2 separate regions of the Pan troglodytes genome follow, and region 2 is linked to region 1. Evidence: chromatin contacts called from public capture Hi-C data. All regions are on one chromosome and are shown on one strand. The core of a region is the stretch at or near the end of the contact, and the rest is flanking DNA. Distances in the headings are between cores, read along the strand shown.

Region 1 (3,240 bases), core at 84-2,583:
CAAGAGGACCAGCCTCTTGCCGAGCATCCGCCATGGGTTCACTCCCAGGGCTCCAGTTCCATCAGGCACGGGGCTTACAGAGCCGGGGGCAGGCAGGGGCCTGGCTGGAAACAGGGAAGTGACAGTCAGTCCCAGAGAACAAGAACCTTGGAAGGAGAAACTCCTTTGAAATGGCCACGGCTGCTGAACTCTCAACCCAGAAATGCCATGCTCATTCAGCTCGGATGCCGGGAAGGGAGGGAACTCCCCTCTCACAAGCACCTGCTACATGCAGATGTTGTGCAAATGTGTTTCCTCCTAACGATTCTGCAAGGGAGATGGTATTTGTTCCCATTTGACAGAGGGGAAGACTGAGGCTCAGCAAACGGAAGTCACAAGGTCAAGTTCACCTGGCCAGGGAGACAGAGGAGGGGGATGGAAACGCCGAGAGAGCACCTGCTACGTCACGTGCCTTGGCTATGCAGGCAGCGGGAACCGGTATCCAGACTCCCAAGAACCACCCTGTGAAATATCTGATCCCCTCCTACAGATGAGGAAACACATGCTCAGAGAGGTTCCTTCCTGGGATTACCTGGCCAGGTCAGGGCAGAGTAGGTATTGGAGGCCAACTCTGGCCCTTCCTACTTCCCAGGGCTGCTGGGAGGAAGGAGGGGGAGGAGATGGTGCCAATAATGACTAATAGCAAATACTTACGTAGTGGCTGTTTTCTCTCAGGCACTGCTCTAAGGGATCTATGCCTATGACTATATTTAATCCTTGCAATATTAACCCCATGGGAGATAGGGCCAGTACAATTATACCCGTTTTACAGGGGAGGAAACTCAGGTACCAGGAGGCAGCTAGGCTGGGATTCAAACTTGGGCAGCCCAGCCACTGCCTCTCCATTATAGGAAGGGCCGGGTGTTGGGACTGCGGAGGAGCTGCTTTGTCTTGGCGCCAGGGCCAGGCCTGGGGTTCAGCAGGCGTTCCCCCGACCCAAAATGAAGCTCTGGCCCCATCCAGAATGCTGGTTTGCAGTTCCTCAGATAGCCACTAGATAGCGGGGCCGCCCAGGCAGTTGGGGGCCTGCTGGCCAGGGAGGAACCGCAGGGATGCCAGGGTATCTTTCCCAGGGACTGTCAGCCCCATCCTAGCCACTGACCTCCAGCGCCCCGGAGAAGTCAGCTGAACGAGGCCTGCTGTGGTTTTGGAGGGTCAGGCTGAGATGCAGGCCGTGGTCTGGGTCTGGTGCAAGGCCCAGGTGGCAGCGGCAACGCAGCAGGAGTCCACCCTGGCCCAGGGTGTGCTCCCCGACGACCAAGAGGGCCTGGGACGAGAGAGTCTAGGTGTCAGGCAGGCACAGGGGTGGCAGCTTCCTCTCTCCCCAGTCCCCTACGCCGAGAATGCAGCAGCAGCTGCCGCCTCCCAGCCTCCACACCTGTCCCAGCTCACAGCTGACCTCTAAGAAACGCAAATCAGATGCCGTCCCCTAAGAAGCTGGGCTCTGGCATGGCCTGTGGCCTGCTTTATTGTCCCAGCCTGACTTCTCTTGCTCCCTCCGTAAGTGCTGCCCCGTGTTCCTCAAGGCAGAGTCGTGCCTTAGGCCCCTTCCCTCTGCAGGGCTCACACTCACCAGTGAGGCCCCTTTTTGCAACACCCTGGCCCCTCTCTGCTTCATTCCTGCACAACGTTTACCACACGCTGACCATAGACCATGCATCTCTAGTTTGTTGTATCGTCCTGGCCCCACTGGAATGCGCCACCCAGGAGGCCGGCACCTAGGCTGTCTCTTTCACATCCAGTCCCTGCACCTAGAACACAGCCTGGCATAGGTGAAACACACAAATGTTTTCTGAATGAACAGAGGAAAAGATAAGGGGTGGGAAACTATGGTTTGGGGCCGAATCTGGCTCACTGCCCACTCTTGTAAATGCTTTTTATTTTGAGACAGAGTTGTGCTCTGTCGCCAGGCTGGAGTACAATGGCACGATCTCAGCTCACTGCAACCTCCACCTCCCAGGTTCAAGCGATTCTCCTACCTCAGCCTCCTGAGTAGCTAGGACTACAGGCACGTGCCACCATGCCCAGCTCATTTTTTCTATTTTTAGTAGAGACGAGGTTTCACCATGTTAGCCAGGATGGTCTCGATCTCCTGACCTCGTGATCCACGTGCCTCGGCCTCCCAAAGTAGTGGGATTACAGGTGTGAGCCACCGCACCCGGCTTGTAAATACTTTTACTGGAATACAGCCATAAGGATTCATTTACATATTGTCTATAGCTGCTTTCACAAGACAGTGGTAAAGTTGGTTGTTGGAACAGAGACTGGATGGTTCATAAAGCCTAAAATATTTGCTATCTGTCTCTTTACAGAAGAGTATGAGTCCTTGGGATGGAGGGAGGGAGGGAGGGATGGATGGATGGATGAATGGATGCAAGGGAGGAAGGGTTGGAGGATGAATGGATGGAGAGAGAGGGTACATGGGAGGGCAGATATACGAGGATGGATGGAAGATAGGAAGGAGGATGGAAGGATGCGTAAAGGAATGGATGGATGGGTTGGTGGATGGAAGAACCAATCAATCAGCTACCAACCCCAGGAGGGGAAAGGCGTTGAGGAAAAGGGGTCCTAACACCTCTCCTCTGGGGTAATGATGACTACAGCAGCTCTAACTTATGTGCCCGGCAACAAGGCTGAGCATTCCCGCATCATGTCTCTCTTAAGTCTCACCATCACTCTACGTCCTGGAACCTGCTGCTCCTTCCTCAGATGAAACACCAGAGGCTCAGAGAGGAGATGCACCTTGCCCAGTCACCCAGCAGGCAAATGGCAGAGCCACCATGCTGGCGTCTGGCTGCCTCGCTCACACCCCTGCATTCTGCGGGCGCCACCCTCCCTGCTGCCCTGTCACCATGGGTCCCTGGTCCTCCAGCTGCCCCCTTCTGCAGGGCAGACTCACCCTGGGCAGGTCACAGAGCCCCAGGTGGAGGGAGTGCCGCAGCCAGCGTGCATAGTCAGTCTGTACTTCTCCCCAGAAGCTCTGACGGGTACAAGAGGCCCCGAGGACATGCTCCAGCGTGGCCTCCATGATGATCTTGTCTGGCTGAGATGGCCAATGCCTCTGGAATGAGAGGGCCCATGGGTCAGGGGCTCATCACCTAAGAGAATGCCCATGGCCAGCTGCAGCTGGAGACCCTCACCTAGGCAAGAGCATGTGCCAGGAATGTGCCGTCAGAGCTCTCATCAGCCACAGCACCCCCT
Region 2 (3,429 bases), core at 256-2,755, 250 kb after region 1:
ATAAATGGATGGGTAGATGTATGGATGGGTAGATGGATGAATGGTTAGAGGGAGAGAGGGATGGATGGATAAATGGTTAGAGGGAGGGATGGATGGATGGATAAACGGATGGATGGGTGGTTAGAGGGTGGGAGGGATAGATGGGGCATGGATAGATGGGTAGATGAATGAATGATTAGAGGGAGGGAAGAATAAATGGTTGAGTGGTGGATGCATGGGTGGATAGATGGGTGGATGGATGGTTAGAAGGAGGGAAGGATGGATGGGTGGGTGGGATGCATGTACGGGTGGGTGGGTGGGTGGGTGGATGGATGGATGGATGGATGGATGGATGGACAGATGGATGGATGGACAAATAGGACAAAATGTTATCTGGGTGATGTATACATAGGTATTCCCCGTATAGTTCTTTCAACTTTTCTTTATATTTGGACATTTTTACAATAAAACTTTGGAAGAAAGATTAAAAAAAAAGAAAGAAAGAAAAAAGAATGAAACAGAGAGAAAAGGACATCCAAAGTCTGGGCAAAGAAAAAAGATTCATCTTTAAAATAATCTTTTTAGGCCAGGTGCGGTGGCTCATGCCTGTAATCCCATCAATTTGGGAGGCCGAGGAGGGTGGATCACTTGAGGTCAGGAGTTCAAGACCAGCCTGGCCAACATGGTGAAACCCCATCTCTACTAAAAACACAAAAATTAGCCAGGGCCTCTGCCTCCTGGGCTCAAGAGATCCTGCCCTCTCAGCCCCCCAAGTAGCTGGGAGTACAGGCGAGAGCCACCATGCCCGGATAATTTTTGTATGTTTCCTAGAGACATAGTTTCACCGTGTTACCCAGGCTGGTCTTGAACTCCTGGCTCAAGCAATCCACCTGCCTTAGCCTCCCAAAGTGCTGAGATTACACGTGTGAGCCACCGCACCCGGCCAACAATGTGTCGATGTAGATAACCTTGTTTGTTGACTGTCCTCTCAGTAGAAAGGGAGGTCCACTCTGCCAGGGCTGGGTCCTTATTAGGCATTCACGGCTGGATCCGCAGGGCTGAGCACTGCATCCAGCACATAGCAGCTGCTCAGCACATGTTCGTGGAGCGATTGAGTGTGTAAGTCAGTGAATGAACAAACGAATGAAGGGGTTCTCGCTCTGATACTTGTTCTGCAGCCTGGGAAACTGAAGCTCAGAGATGAAGTGACTTCACCGAGGTCACACGGACAGTGGGCGGCAGAACTGGAGCTACCTACGCAATTGGGATTACGAAATATTTCACAAGTGCCAAGAAGTGCACATGATGCAGGGCTCTAGAAGGCTTCCTCTTCGATTTGTCACAGTCCCTGCAGCAGAGAGGCAGCCCAAGGCTCTGCAAATCACTGCCACTTCATCACGGCTGCAGCCACCCTTGTGCAGGCCCTGGCTCGAGGTCTTCTCACTCGATGCTGGTATGGGGGTGATGATCATCCATCTGGCAGGTCACAAGGACAACCCTCCGGATGGGAAATCTGATCCTAATTGCTGAGTCACAGCTAAACGGCAGAATGACGTCGTCTGTAACCATGGCATGCATTCCAAACTCAGCCCCAGCTTGGCTTCTCCTCAAGTTTGAGTGAGCCCCTGTCAGTCTACACCACCTCTCCTCATGTTCGGCTGTTTTCAAGCCGGCACACTGGCAAAGATGCTGCCAGGAAGGAAGGAAGCCAAGCCCAGGGAGAGGAGAGAGCTGGTTTGCTGTGGGTGGCCAGGAACAAGGTCCCGTGTGTGGAGGAGACAGAACACAGTCGTGATACCAGGCCGGGAGCAGTGGCTGACTCCTGTAATCTCAGAATTTGGGGAGGCTGAGGTGGGAGGACGGCTTGAGCCCAGGAGTTCAAGACCAGCCTGGGAAACATAAGGAAACCCATCTCTATTAAAAAAAAAAAAAAAAATCAGCCAAGCACGGTGGTGCATACCTGTAGTATCTGCCACATGGGAGGCTGGGACAGGAGGGTTGCTTGAGCCCAGGAGGTCGAGGCTGCTGTGAGCCGTGATTATGCCATTGCACTCCAGCCTGGGCAACAGAGGGAGACCCTGTCTCAAAGAAAGAAAGAAAAAGAGAAGGGAGGGGAGGAGGGGAAGGGTAAAGGCCACATACTGGCAGGTACAGCCTCCTGCCTGACCCCCATTCCCAGGAGCCCCTTTCAGAGAGTAAAGAGAGCTGGAACAAGGGAGCAATGCTGACGGAAGGACAGACAGACAGATGGACAGACTGCACTGGGGGCAGAAGGGCCCGCAGGCTCCAGACGAACACGATCAGCAGGAGAAAGCAGGCCATGCGCAGGTGATGTGGGTGCCAGAAGCAACCTAGCAGATAGAGGAATTCCAATAACCGCACAGCACTCAAGTAAAATAAAAACACCGTGACTTCTCAGCAAGCCAGTATGGCCCCCTAGAGGCCAAGGGCAGAATTTTATTTTTATCTATCTATCTCTCTGTCTATCTCTCTATGTGTCATCTATCTATCTATTTTCGAGACAGAATCTCGCTTTGTCGCCCAGGATGGAGTGCAGTGATATGATCTCGGCTCACTGCAACCTCCGCCTCCAGGCTTCAAGTGATTCCCCTGCCTCAGCCTCCCAGGTAGCTGGAATTATAGGTGCGAGCCATCGCAGCCAGTTAATTTTTGTATTTTTAGTAGAGACGGGGTTTTCACCATGTTGGCCAGGCTGGTCTCTTAACTCCTGGACTCAAGTGATTCACCCGCCTTGGCCTCCCAAAGTGCTGGGATTACAGGCATGAGCCACCGCGCTGAGCCTGTTGAGGCAAAGCATAACCCCAGATCCTCCTAGCCAATGGACCCCTCGCTTCTGAAACAGTTCCGGTGGTCAAGTTCTGGGCATGTCCTGGACTTCTTGGTTTTGCGGGGAGGAATCACTAGTTCTGGGTGTTGAGAGACATCAAAGCTTTTCCAACTGTGCATGTCTGGGATACCTGACTTGCTGTGTTGGCTCAGTTATATCTGCCAGGTAACTTGACCTTCTGTTATCAACAGAGTAGGTCCAGTTTGGGCTGGTCTTGCAGTTGTGTTTTCTTGAGGAACGGTTTGGGCTCAACCTGTCTTTCCAATCAGTTGAAACTGGAGCATCCCTCAGCCTCAGTTTCCCCAATATCCTGAACTCTGCTCCCTACATCGTGCACAAAGGCCAGATTTCTTATGAAACCATGTGGTGCAGGGTTAGAAAGAGACAGCCCTGGCCGAGCATGGTGGCTCATACCTGTAATCCCAGCACTTTGGGAGGCTGAGGCAGGCAGATCACCTGAGGTCAGGAGTTCGAGACCAGCCTGGCCAACATAGCGAAAGCCCGTCTCTACTAAAAATGCCAAAAAAATTAGCCAGGCATGGTGGCCCATGCCTGTAATCCCAGGAGGCTGAGGCAGGAGAATCTCTTGAACCCAGGAGGCG

What was found. Capture Hi-C pulls out chosen DNA fragments and counts their contacts.
Region 2: a capture Hi-C map of stem cell-derived neural stem cells shows a contact between it and region 1, with 5 times the contacts expected there. The contact joins two enhancer-like sites. A contact is called at or near these places in 2 of 7 Hi-C or Micro-C datasets (induced pluripotent stem cells and stem cell-derived neural progenitor cells) and 1 of 1 other capture datasets (stem cell-derived neural stem cells).

The regions. Positions count from the first base shown.
Region 1 is chr18:14,043,113-14,046,352 of NHGRI_mPanTro3-v2.0_pri, forward strand. It overlaps LOC101056957, which reads right to left. Exons shown (of 67, transcript XM_016929426.3): 53 at 2,939-3,100; 54 at 1,142-1,306. Among named protein-coding and RNA genes, the nearest start is that of RMI2, 51 kb to the left of the region's middle. Within about 2 kb of position 1,334, at least 2 of the 24 cell types and tissues checked have an H3K27ac peak or open chromatin away from gene starts, as enhancers often do. A contact at or near this core is called in stem cell-derived neural stem cells, where this site is marked.
Region 2 is chr18:14,288,371-14,291,799 of NHGRI_mPanTro3-v2.0_pri, forward strand. The region is part of intron 5 of LOC134808736 (a long non-coding RNA gene); the gene reads right to left. Among named protein-coding and RNA genes, the nearest start is that of SNN, 32 kb to the right of the region's middle. Within about 2 kb of position 1,506, at least 18 of the 24 cell types and tissues checked have an H3K27ac peak or open chromatin away from gene starts, as enhancers often do. A contact at or near this core is called in stem cell-derived neural stem cells, where this site is marked.